2 separate regions of the Ovis aries genome follow, and region 1 is linked to region 2. A link is a contact called in public Hi-C data. All regions are on one chromosome and are shown on one strand. The core of a region is the stretch at or near the end of the contact, and the rest is flanking DNA. Distances in the headings are between cores, read along the strand shown. Region 1 has its middle 61 kb from the start of SOWAHC. Region 2 overlaps SH3RF3 (SH3 domain containing ring finger 3).

Evidence for each region. A called contact is a pair of places that touch in the nucleus more often than the background predicts.
Region 1: a Hi-C map of hypothalamus shows a contact between it and region 2, with 5 times the contacts expected there. The contact joins two enhancer-like sites. A contact is called at or near these places in 3 of 16 Hi-C or Micro-C datasets (hypothalamus, muscle and tail adipose tissue).

The regions. Positions count from the first base shown.
Region 1 is chr3:62,533,679-62,540,008 of ARS-UI_Ramb_v3.0, reverse strand. No RefSeq gene overlaps it. Among named protein-coding and RNA genes, the nearest start is that of SOWAHC, 61 kb to the right of the region's middle. Within about 2 kb of position 3,593, at least 34 of the 54 cell types and tissues checked have an H3K27ac peak or open chromatin away from gene starts, as enhancers often do. A contact at or near this core is called in hypothalamus, where this site is marked.
Region 2 is chr3:62,393,427-62,400,344 of ARS-UI_Ramb_v3.0, reverse strand. The region is part of intron 8 of SH3RF3 (SH3 domain containing ring finger 3); the gene reads right to left. Among named protein-coding and RNA genes, the nearest start is that of SOWAHC, 79 kb to the left of the region's middle. Within about 2 kb of position 4,299, at least 4 of the 54 cell types and tissues checked have an H3K27ac peak or open chromatin away from gene starts, as enhancers often do. A contact at or near this core is called in hypothalamus, where this site is marked.

The DNA.
Region 1 (6,330 bases), core at 2,344-4,843, 140 kb before region 2:
TGGCTCAGTCCTAAACATTCCCACCAAATAAAATAACTCTCTACTTCCAGGCTGTGACTGTTTTTTAGTCGACACTTAAAAGAATCTGAAAAGAAATATTAGTGACACAAGCACCCTTCTCCAAGAAATAGAACCAGAGCTCCTTGGAGAAGGGACAGATTCTAGGATTGAGGGGAAGGAGTGACCAGAAGACCTTAAACAGCTTCTGAGGCCAAAAGGTAAGAAGCACTCGGAAGTCAGCTGGACTCATCGACCTGAAGGAATCCCTGCTGGGGCAGTGTGCACAGCAAAATAAACAATGACAATTCTGGATTGAAACCCCAATAAAATCAGCATTCTAGAGTCCACACCACTGCAAACAGGTGACTTCATTGCATGCGCTGAGCCTCATCAGAGTCGGGGCCGAGCTGCACACAGGCTGCATGTCCCTGAAGGAGCAGAGGCCGTGGTTAAAGGCTGTCTGCTGTCAAACACTGGGCGCCTATGAGCAATGTGACTTACAGGGCGGATTTCACATACAAGCCCTTTCCTGTTCACACCAACAGACTCCTGATTAGCAATGAAGCAGAGCCGTCAGCCTCCTCCCTGCGATCTTCCAGGGTCAGAGGGGCAGGGTTTGCACTTGCTCTAGCGAAAGCCCAGGCCCCCAAACCCTTGTCACAGGCTGCCCCCCTAATACCGCACAGGCCCTAACGCAGACACCCAGTTACCACGGGACTGAGCATAACTGGTAAAACATCTACACAAAGTCCTGAGACGTGAGGCCAGAGGCTGGGAGATAAGGAAGTGCCAAAACTCAAAATTAACCATGAACCCCTCTAAAAAAATTACTCTTCTGTGATATTTTTTCAGAAATTATAAAATGCAAAGTCGCCCCTCATAGTTTAGGCTTTTCCTCCAAAACTTGACCTGCTCTCCAGAGTCCCCGTGCTCCTCCCCTCCTCTCCCTCCTCCCTCCAGCACAGGCCCTTCCTGGCCCCAGAAACCCTTCCCCTGTTTTGTGACCCTGATGTGACCCTTCCCACGGACAGATGGCTGTTCCAAACACCCCAGAACCCAGCACCCAGGCCCCAGCCTAACAAGCCTCCAGGACCCATCACATTGGTGGCTGATCTTCTTGGGGGCTGTTCTTCTGCCACTGGCCAGCCCGTCACAGCTGCCCATGGGCTTTCAGCTGCCCCCACTCACAGCCTGAGCAGAGCACCAAGCACACAATGAGGGCTTGGTGAGATTAAAAATCATGCCCGGTTCCTGAGGGTATGGGAGACATACTGCATGTAAGCTGGTGTGACCTCGACAAAGGCAATTCAGCAGTAATTGCCGAAGTTTGAAATACACACATCCTAAGACCCAGGAGTTCTCATAAGTGATTATCCTAGAGTTTTACTGCTGCAAGTACAACACTTTGCTTTAAAAACCTACTCATTGTAACGTCATGTGCCCTTGCAGGCTTATCATTGATTCGGGCAATTGTCCATCCTCTGTCGCTCAGTTGTGTCCAACTCCATATGACTGTAAGACCCATCCACCCTGTAAGACCCCATGGACTGTAGCCCACCAGGCTCCTCTGTTTATGGGGCTTCCCAGGCAAGAATACTGGAGTGGGTTGCAATTTCCTCCTCCAGGGGATCTTCCAGACCCAGAGATCAAACCCACATCTACAGCGTCACGTGCATTGCAGATTCTTTACCGCTGAGCATATCAGTGGTTACCTGGTGGAATAAATCACAAGCCCTCTGCATGTTAACTCAGATGTTAACAAGAAAGCGACAAGGCTGGTACACTGGTACAGGAAAGGTTGGCGGATGTCTGGCAGGTGACAGTAGCCGTGAGCGCAGCACAGTGCCACCTGTGTGAAAACGTATGTTCACAGAAGTCCGTAAACATAGACCGTTTCTCACAGGACTCCCAAGAAGCCTGGCAGTGGTTGCCTGAGGTAATTAGATAGAAAGGCCAAAGACAGAGGAAAACTCGCTTTTCTCTTTCTTCACAGAATCTTAACTTTACTATTTTGTTCGTATGTATAGTTACTTATTCCCAAAAAATAAAATAATATTAGAAGGATGTATAGTTTTGTCTCTATAAACTTGGAGGACGTGAAAGGGTTACTGAATTTAACCCCCGTGGGCCTTGCACTTGTTCCCTAAGGGTCACAGAGAAGAACACGAGGCGGTCTCCTCTCAGAGGGAAACGGCCAGTGTGGCCCCCAGCAGGTCCTCCAGGGGTCAAGAAGTGGACAGGAGCCAGAGGGCCCTGGGGGTGGCCTGGCCACCTCAGGGGGACCCCAGCCCCGAGTTCTGCCCCAGAAGCAGTGCGTTTATTGCTCAATCTGCCAGTACTTTTGGAGGATAGTCACTGACTGGAGGGCTCAAGGACACAGAGGTGAGCAGGCCCACATTCCGGGAGCGATGATGTTGACTCTGCCAGGTCAGGCTGGGCCGCTCCCAGTCATGACACAGCTGAGGGAAGGGCCGCCCGGGCTGCTGGCTCGTGAGTCACAGCCTGACCCTCCCTGTGGCCGGGGCTCTGGGCCACCCCCACCCACAGTGCTGCCTGTGGCCCTGCAGGCTGTCTGGCCCCGTCTTCCCTCCACCCCTCCCCCGGCCCAGGCCCCGAACCTGTCACCCACCCCCCTTCCTGCCTCCTCAGCAAGGTACCCTCCCGCCCAGCTCCCCCAGCTCAGGGCTTTGTTCTAAGGGTCACACAGTTTGACCTCTAACCACTCCTGCACTCTCCTCAAGTAAGTCCTCTTTCCATGGAGGGTGGGGACTACATTACTCCATGGCAGCGTCCTGTCCAGCACCTTCCAGACTCCTACTTAGGATCTTTCCAACAATTGAATGACTTAATCCCTCCTTCCTGGTCCCCCGTCAGGCTTGGTCCTCCCCAAGCCCATTCTCTGGGCCACACTGACAGGGATATTTAAAGAGAAAGAGCTGTTTCCTTCCACTGAACTAAGAAAATAGAGGATAGGCTGGTCTATCCTTGCCACCATCCTTAGAGGAGAGTCAGCCGAGGAAACGAGCTGGCCCAGGCTCTTCCGACAGGGACCAGCCCCTGCCCTGCAGGTCAGCATCCCAAGGATGGTAACGACCATTCTCCACCTGACGGTGACAGTCCCCCTCACATCACACAGGCACGGGTCCCCCGCCCAGAGCTGTGTTTCTGGGATGCTGGCTTTTCCTGTCCCTGGGGTTCCTTTGTGTGCCGCCCTCCCCCCTGTGTCTGCAGGCATCACATACCCATTTCAGCCTTCAGGGGGTCTCAGGTCTAGGAGCCAAGCCTACCTCTTTCCCAAGACGGGAGAGCCCAGTGCTCCCCCCGCCCCCATACACACAACCCACACCGGCCACACGGGGTCAGGCTTGGTCATACCACGGTCAGGCCTTCAGTCCCCTCTGGTTTTTCTTCCTGAAAGTCTGTGCTTCTCCAGTTCCCAGTAAAGTGCAAACATCATCTCCCCATTCCCCCATGCACACATGCACAACACACACACACATGCACACGCGGAGCACACATACCATCTCTTCTGATGAGGAAATGAGATCATCATATCCAGATCCTGGGTCCACAGCTGCCCCAGGCCGCTCTGTGGCAGCACTTTGTGGACAGCTCCCACAGGGACATAAACAGGCTTTGCTCAGCCCTGACAGTAGCCCAGGACCAGAGGCACAGTCCACCTTCTGTTTTCCCCATCTTTGCTCAGCTTTTGGCTTGAAAGGCTGTGAGGCGGCCCTGGATCCCCATTCATATCAGTTTCCTGACGTTAGCACAGTCTCTTAACCCCATCCCCGCTCTCAAATTTGCTCCAGACCAATGAAATCAGGATCTCTGGATGTGGGACTCAGAAATCGTGGGATTTTGTTTTCTCCTGTTTTCTTCACAGCTACAAAGTGGGTGTAACTTTCAGCTGCTGTAACTGAGAACCACTGTCTGCTAGTAATTAGCTGTGTCAGGTTAGGACGCTCAGGGCTGCGACAAACAAGAAACCCCAGTTTAAACAGAAAGAAATGTCCTCTGTCCTCTAACAACAAGTCAAAGGTGAGGCGATATAACACCCTGACGTGTTGGCATCACCCACTCTGTGCTCACCTCGTCAGCCTGTCCCTGGCTCCCGGCAGCACATCCTCACATGGACAACTTTACAGGGTGCGGCCTCCTCACCTCCCTTCTGGAAGTCAACTCTCTGGACTTGTCACACGTTCTTGGATCCTTTTCATAGCTGAGTCATATTGCATTGTGTGTGTGTGTGTGTGTGTGTGTGTGTGTGTACGCAATATATATACACCACACCTTCTTTATTCATTCCTCTGTGATGGCTGTTTAGGTTGCTTCCATGTCCTGCCTGCAGTGAACCCTGGGGTGCACAGGTCCTATCAAACCATATTTTTCTCCAGACACAGGCCCAGGAGTGGGATTGTTGGCTCGTACGGTAGCTCTGTTTTTAGCTCTTTAAGGAAGCTCCATCCAGTTCTCCACAGTCACTGACTCACTTCAGTCGCTCAGTCGTGTCCGACTCTGCAACCCCATGGACTGTGCACACCAGGCCTCCTTGTCCATCACCAGCTCCCAGAGCTTACTCAAACTCATGTCCATTGAGTCAATGATGCTATCCAACCATCTCATCCTCTGTCGTCCCCTTCTCTTTCTGCCTTCAATCTTTCCCAGCATTAGAGTCTTTTCCAATAAGTCAGTTCTTCGCATCAGATGGCCAAAGTTTTGGAGCTTCAGATTCAGCATCAGTCCTTCCAGTGAATATTCAGGACTGATTTCCTCTAGGATGGACTGGTTGGATCTCCTTGCTGTCCAAGGAACTCCACAGTTCTCCACAGTAGCGTCACTAATTTACATTCCCACCAAGAGCACAGGAGGGTTCCCTTCTCTCCACAGCCTGGATGTGTATAGTTTAATTTTCATAACTCTTACCAAAATGCCCTCCAGAAATGTGTCCCACGTTACTCTCCCAAAGGCATATGAGAAACCCTGTCTCCTACACCTCCACCAACAGCAGGTCGTCATCCTTTGAGGTGCCTGTTGAGCTAAAACATGAAAAATCATCTCACTGCTATGATTTGTGTTTCCTCCATCACGATCCTGATAAGAGTAATGTTTCAAGTGTTGTGTAGATAATAAGCACAGCACCCTCCATTTGCTGCCTGGGTGGGGGCCGGGGGAGGGCAAAGAAGACCAGTTCCTATAAAGGCAGAGAGGCCCACTGCAGGCTGCCCACCATGGTCTGACACTCCGGTGTCCTATGGATGGAGTTGGGAAGACCACCACCAGGACGATGTTTGGGTTGCCAGAAAAGGTGGGAAATCTACCCAGGGTGGGCAGTCTCCTGCTGGGCACCAGGTCTACCCAGAGACACCCAGTTCCCCCTCCAGTCTCTGTCCTGAACTGATGCCCACTGTGAGGTCTTCAGTGGGTTCCAGGGACCTTCCTCAGTCCTCAGACTGCCCAGGGAGGAGGACAGGTGGTGGTGGGGCTGGCCGATGATTCTTTCTTCCTGGACCAAGTACTGCTCTGAGCACAAATGGTGAGACAGAAATCGACACGATACAGTGGGAGCCCTGGGGAAGGCAGCCAGCCCTGGGAAAGCCGCCAAAGGTCGGAGAAAGATCCAGGCCGAGGGGAATTTAGGGCTTACTCCAACCTCTGATGAGGTTCTAGAAACAGCCTCCTCTTCCCAGCACTATAAGCGCCACAAAGCAGTCCCTGGGCCACCCACCCCACAAGTCCTGGGCCAGCACACAGCAGGAACAGTCAGTGCTAGCACAATACAAGAAAGGGCTGAGGGCAGGGACCACCACAGTGAAGAGCCCCTTTCCCAGAATGCTGGCCTCTCCGTGGTGAGTGGTTGTGGCCAGGCAGGCAGCTGGTCCAAGGGCAGGGACCACACTGCCTGGGAGCAACCCTGCTTTTCTGGGTCCTCACTCTTGAGACTGGGGACAAGTTACAGCCATCTGCCAGTTTCCCATCTGTGAAGGGGGATAAACTGGACATCTGAGGTCAGGGGAAGGGGCAATCCACTATATTACATGAAGTGCTTGCAACAGTGTGACCCTCGTAACAGTCCATCAATTTCCTGTCATCACATGAGCCGCCGACCCCACCGGCCCACCTGTTCCCTCTGCCATTGACTCCAGGAAACCCCCTTGGGGTCTTCAACCTCCCTTGGAGGGTGGTCAGATCTGCCAAGTAACAGTACAGAGCAGACAGTCTAAGAGCATCTCAGGCATACCATACTAAAATATTGTTCACTGCTTATCTGAAATCCAGCTTTAACTGGGCATCCTGTACTTTATGCAGCAACCTGACTGCTGGACATGT
Region 2 (6,918 bases), core at 3,050-5,549:
CAGCCTGGAAACATCACCAGCGGAGGGCACCATGGGTCTCCTACAGTGGGAGGGGGTGGTTATTCCACATTAGTACCGAGTATCCCGCACACCTTCAGTTGGAGGCCCTGACAGCACTGTTTGTGGTTGTACCACACGGGGAGCCGAGTTCCACGTGTGTCACATGTGTGTGCATGTATGAGTGAGGGTGTGTGGAGGAGGAAGATGTGTACACGCAGAAGTGCTTCCATGGAAATGTGCTGGCCTTGGTGTCCAGTTTGGCAGCTCTCCTGGAACTGACTGTTCTGACATTGGATGAGGACTAGCTAGCTGGCAAGGGGTGTGGTGTGAAACAGGAGGCATTCTGAGTCTGACACGGAGCCCCGGGTCGGCGATGGCCACCACAGCGTCTGATTGGGTCATGGGGCTGGTTGGACCCTACAGTGGCCCGATGGGGACTCTTTTTTCCACCCCAGGCTGTTGGGGAGTCAGCAGTGCTGAAATCGCCATAAAGCACACTTAGCAGGGATGTGTGCCTCAAGGTAAGTCAATAACACTTTAGTAGGAACAAATCCGAAGTTTTTCTCTACTCCCAGCACTGGTACTGATAGAAAGGATTGGAGCTGATGTCCTGAATGCACACCACGGCTGGCATGGGCAAGCCCCAGCCTGGAGGGGAGCAGGCATGGGGGCAACGTGGCACAGGGCAGCCTTGATTAGCATCCACCAAGAGATGAGCATGGGACACATTCAGGAGAGCTTTGGTCAGTTAGCCACCAGGGGGAGCCATGCAGCTGGCTCGGAGGCGTTGCCACCCTCCAAGTAGCCAGGTTCCTGAGGCCCTTCCCGCAGAGGAAGGGACTGCCAGGATGACAGCTTCCTAACTGAGACCAGCAGGGGGAGGGCACCAGCTCAAGTGCACAGAGGGTCCTTGGCGCTCACTTGGGGGCTCTGGAAAGGGAGCCAGGCTGGCAACAGATCCCCAAACTCTGTGGGGTCTCTGGCAAAAACCCACCAGCTATCAAGTGGTCAAGTGGGATCTGGAGATGAAAACTCTAAAAGTAACCTAACAGTATATGTGTGTGCCTGTGTGAATATGCGAGCCTCTGCGTGAATGTCTGTGCCTATGTGTGAATGTGTGTGCTTATGTGTGACTGTATCAGCATGCATACGTATGTATGTGTATGCAGGCATATGGGCATACGTGTGTGTATGTGCGCATGTGTGTGCAAGCACACACAGGTGAATAAAATTAAGATCCACATGATGGGTCCCCAGGCCTGCCAGTGGCCCCGTGGTGCCATCCATGACAGAAGGAGGGGCATCACTGGCTCAGCCTGTATCCCAAGGGGCTGAGGGCTGACTGCCCTTCCTGCTGCTCTGCTGGGCCAGCCAGGTTCTCAGAGCACAGGGACTGAATTCTGGACACTCACCAACAAACCCTGCTGGGGATGCTGGACCACGTGGGCACCAGAGCAGGGACAGGGGTTCCAGGCATGAGCTGGGTTATTGGTGGCATCATAGCCAGAGAGTCCTGCTGGGTGAGTTAGCCAGGACGTGCATGCCCAGTGGGGAGGGGCCTGCATGAGACCTGCCAGCCACCAGGGGGAGGGGCTCTCGAGCCCCGGTGAGGTCTGCCTGTGCCCATTGCTAGGTCTCACCCAGCTCAGAGCTCTGGCTGCTGCTCCATATAAAATCAAGGCGAAGGAGACACAGTTAGGACAGGCCCAGGGCAAGTAGGCAAGGCCTCTTGGGAGGTTTCTTGGCAAAGCCACAGCCTTCCCAGGAGAGTAGGTCGCCAGGCCTACCACCAGGGCTGCCAGCCCTGTGTTGGGCTCCCACCACCTGCACCTGCCAACTGGGTGACAAGGACCACCGTAGGAATAGGGGCTCAATGGGCACAGCAGCCATGCCAGGCACAGCAGACAAAGGAACAGGCGAAGCCAGGCTGTCAAGGTCCATACCTAGGTCAGCACATCCGAGAAGAGCCCAGGGGGACATTATAAAGACAAACACTTATGCACTCACATACACACACACACACACACACACACACACACACACACACCCTGAGATAAAGTCGTAGCCTACTAGCAAAGAATCACCTGGAAACCAGTATATAAAAGAGATATACATTCATTACAGGAGAACCGTAAAACACGTTAAAAATAATAAAATGATAGCTTCTGTCCCTAGAGGGTTTGTTCCTTAGAATGTTAATGCAAAAGGAAATGGCCAAAGGAAAAAGAAATTTAAAGCTTAAATGAAGAACTGCTGCCAATTAAGTCAGTTAAAATTGTGGAAAATTATCTCTGAAATTAAAAGAAGTCAAAGAGAACAGAATATGATTTATAAAATGTGACATTAATTTTTTTAGGGAGTCAATTCATGTAATTAAACGAAGTAAACCTGAGTGCCACGTCTTCCTCATTAATCCACGGGGTTAGATGGCCCCACCTCTCTCACACAGATGTACCCTGTGTCCTGGCTTCTGTTCATAGGACATTTAAAGCTGCTGGTGGGCACACGCTGGATGCTGGGCAGGTGTGGTGGGCAGCACTGACATGGACATGGTTTGGTCTGCAAGGCTTAGCCCCGATCCCCTAGGAAAACCTCAACCTGCAGGACCAAACGCACTTGTGGGTAGGGCAGGCTCTTCCCACCACCTCCAAGCACAGGGCACAGACAGAGCCACACACGTGCACTCTGCCAGATGCCCAAAAGGACATTTCCACGAGCTGAGACAGGAGTTCAGGGTCATGGGTCAAGGGTCATGGACCATGTTCCGACTGCGTCCACCCTCAGTGGCCTGGGGGCATCGCTGCCATCGGGGAAGCGATCTAGTCCCCCAGACGGCCAATGTTGGCTCAGGAGAGCAGGTGCAGGAGGGGCTCAGTGGTACTTCATCTTATTACATATTTTGGAATTTTCTGACTTATTATGTCAAATGTTGTTTCTTCTTAATTTGAGAGGAAACATGATGAAAGCAAAACTTGTAAAAGTTGCTCTGCTCACAGGGTACTAGACACGATGTACCAGAAAGAACTTTTGCTGTTCCACGGATGGGAAGGGAGGTGGTTTTGGAGGAGTGGGGTTGGGGTGGCCCGAAAGCTGGGCTGGTTGCCAGCCAGCTGGGCAGGTCCAGGTGAGAAGCCAGGAGGTGGGGAGGCGGGTGGTGGGGCCTGTGAGAAGAGCAAAACAGTGGACAGCTCCTCGGGGGCCTGGTTGAGAGGCTGGAGTCGTTTGGTGGACACGGGGTGGTGCTGGAGGCAGGGCCAGCGGGATCGGAGGGGAGCTGGCAGTCTGCATACAGGATCCCAGCCACTCTCTGACCCCAACACTGCCTGTTCCATAACTGCTGGAGCAGCATGAGCGAGGGTGAGGGCGTTTGCTCTCCCTTCACCCTCCAGGCGTTACTGCCTTGCGCCTCAGGTCCTTACTCAGTGTTTGCTGACCCACCGGGCCTCCATCCAGTGTCCCGAGAACAATCACACGGTCAGGGCTGACTGGCCCAAACCTGCCTCAGGTCCTGGAGCTCCTGGGACCGAGCCCCACCTTCTCCTGCCAGCCTCAGGCTTCCCTGACACATGGCCCCCAGCACTACGGGTAACCACACACTGCAACAGTGTCCTGCGTACCCCGCTGTCCCAGAGGTACCCCATGTTCAGTGAGGGCCATGGTGTGATATGGACTGGCTAGCAGCCTCCATAGCAGGAAACCTGGGTGCTATGCTGAGCTCTAGCTCAGCAGGTCTGGGCGGGGGGCTGGGTTACCTCCCTGTGGCCCCTGGTCCACCAGACGAGCAAGTGCTGACATCCGCCACTCCTCACCGTCACAGCCTCCCAGGGCCAGGACTGGGTGGCCCAAACCCCTGGGGTGTCAGCACCCTGTGAGGGCCCTGAACTCAGGATTGGACCCTAGTGGTCCCACCTCTGCTGTGTAGCCCAGGACTCTGTCATTGCACCAAGTGGTGTCACAAAGGCCAGCACAGGGAAGGAGGCACTGCGGCCAGGGTTCTATGAAGGCAGGAGACCTGTGCACATGCGCCTGCCCCAAGGGCCCCAGGGTGCAAAGCCAGGCTGGGGCCCAACATGAGAGGGTGGGGGCAAGGGCCACGCCACCTGGCACTCCTCCCAGCAGGTGCCCCTGGGCCTCGTTTCCTCACCTGTGGAGTGGGGGTGACGACAGTCCCTGCTCGGGAGAGCTGCCTGGGGACCGGATGAAATAAGACATGCCAGACATTTGCCTGCTGTCCCTAGCACCCTCTTGTCACCATGGTTACCAGAGCTGGCTGGAGACTTCTTTCTGAGGCCACCAGTCTACCCAGTGACACACGGGTGTCTCTCCACGGCTGCATCTCACTGTCTGGGCACGGAAGTGCCACGCTCAGCCAGAGGAACAGTGCCAGGACCTCGTCTCTTCAGACAGCAGTCCTCACAGGATGCGAGTGTTCACGCTGTGCTTCCCACAGGCTGTGATGACATGTGTGGCAGAGGGGGCCTCTTCCCTGTGCTGAGCTGCAGGGGCTGTGAGCAGAGCCAGAACAGGAAGGAGAAGGCCTGAATGTCTTTCCCCAACAGGAGTGTAACCTGCTGGGCCATGAAGGGCCTCACGGCTCTGAACAGAGGTGCTTCCTGGGTTCTCTGAAGCCCCTGGACTTGCCAGGCTGGGTGCAGGTAGCTTCTCAAAGCAAGTCACGCCCTTCACCAGGGATAAGAGGCTATGGTTTAATTCAGCTGAGAAACGACAAGGTGAAGGGCGGTGGCTATGAAGCTCTGACCAGCTGCCCCACGTCCTGTGAGGTGAGGCTCCCCGACTGACAGCGCAGGACTGCTCAGGTGTCAGGCTCCCAGGGTCTGCCCGTCCCTCCCCTCCAGCAGCCCGAGGCAGATGCTGGCGATGGCCTTCTGCACCCAGGGCTACACTGCATCCCAATCACCCCCACCCTTGGTTCTGCAACCTGGGGGCTGACATGACCAGCTTGGAGCAGCTCTGGGAAGCTGGGGCATGATGACTCCATAGTATGTGTCTCCCCAGGGGACGAGGAGATGGAGACAGAATGACCCAGAAGCCCTTGGAGAGCTATGGAGAGGGACTCGGGGAGGGGTGCTGCCCTCCCTGGTGCCAAAATGGGCCAGCTGGGTGGGCCCTGGGAAGGCCACAGGGTTCTTTAGTCACGAGTGAGGGCAGGGCCTCATGGGTCAGAACTAAGGTACTTCCTGGGCTCTGGGAAGTCCTGCAATTTCCAGGCTGGGGCCCCACACCCACTATCCCAAGGAGCAGCTGGGAGTCTGGCACCCATGGGTCGACTAGTACATATTCTAGGCCAAGCCCCCTGGATCTGTGTCTCTGAACACCCGCAGGCTCTGAAAACTGCCATCCTGCCAGCCTCACTTTATTCATCCCGAGTGGGAGCCACACCCCAAATCTAGGGTGATGAGTCCAAACAGAGGCAAGGAAGGTTCCTCTAGAAATCCAGGGGAGCCCCACCCAGGACCGCATCTCTGCGGACTGACCCGAGCAAGCGGGCTGCTCCAGGGGTGGGGACGCAGTGCCCCCAGGAGAAGGGCGGCTGTGCTGGTGGGATTGGGCCGCACAGACAGTGGTTAGGAGTGAGGGGACTGTGTGTGCTGCCCCAAGTCCCATCTCACTGGCACGTGAAGTGAAAGTGAAAGTCGTTCAGTCAGGTTCGACTCTTTGCGATCCTGTGGACTATACAGTGTGGAATTCTTCAGGCCAGAATACTGGAGTGGGTAGCCGTTCCCTTCCCCAGGGGATCTTCCCAACCCAGGGACTGAACTCAGATCTCCCACAATGCAGGCAGATTCTTTACCATCTGAGCTACCAGGGAAGCCCTTTTATGATTTATATACATATATATAATACCATAACCTGTTTATGATTCTTTTTAAGAATCAGAAGACTCAGGAGGAGCCTCCACTAATGCCGAGAAGCAGGTGGGTAGAGGGCAGCTCCCAGAAGGGACTTCCCTGGGCAATGGCAGTGAGGCCAGGTGTGTGTACAGGGCAGAGCCTGTGGTCGGTCTGTTCAGACGCCGCTCTGTGTCCAGGGTCCTGCCTGGCCTCGCATTTAGCAAGCACCTGCTTTCCCATCTCCATGTGAAACTCCTTCCTCTTCTATGAATCCCAACCCCACCCCCTCCACCACCACCACCCTCCTCCTGCGGCCTGAGCAGAGATGGTGTTCAAGGTGAGGCCTCCCCCATTCTGGTGATTCACTTTTCCTGGGTCTCTCCCACGTGCACATGTTATTAAACTTCGATATCCTCCTATTGATACACCTCATTTAGTTCTTAAATCTGCCAGAAGGACCCAGAAGGGGAGAGAAATGTCTTCCCCCAACAGGAGACACCCCAGGAGAGAGCGGTCGCGGGTGAGCCCCAGTGGGAAGTGGGGTCCCAAGGCCTCCCAGAGTGGCTCCCTCAGGTTCTCTCTGGGCAGCGGGGCTGTTGGGGTGGGGGTGGTGGGCTGGGCAGCCCATCCCCGGTGAGCATTCCTTTCTGGGAGAGCTTGTTTCTCTCTCATCTGCTCTGTCCACCTGCACGCCTTCAGGTCTTCAGCCTCTGTATGTTATTTTCTACCCCCTCCCCTACATGGACCACTACTTGAATTTGTGCTGTAACCCAGCCCCATGGGCAGTGGTGCCTGCACCGGGGAAGTTCCCACAGGAGCCCAGCCCTGGAGCGGGGCCAGACCAGACCTCTGGGCGCTACCCTTGTCCCCAGGCAAGAAGCCACTGGGCAGGACACAGTGAGATGAGGGAGGGTTAAAACGCTGAGCTTTCACTGCATCATAGCTTTCCCTGGACTCAGCGCTCTGACCTTCTCCTTTCTCTTCTCACCCTGATGCAGGAAGGCCTGTTAACTTGGCAGGATTTATAGCTCAACACTAATGTCTTTAAGATTGCTTCCGAGGAGGT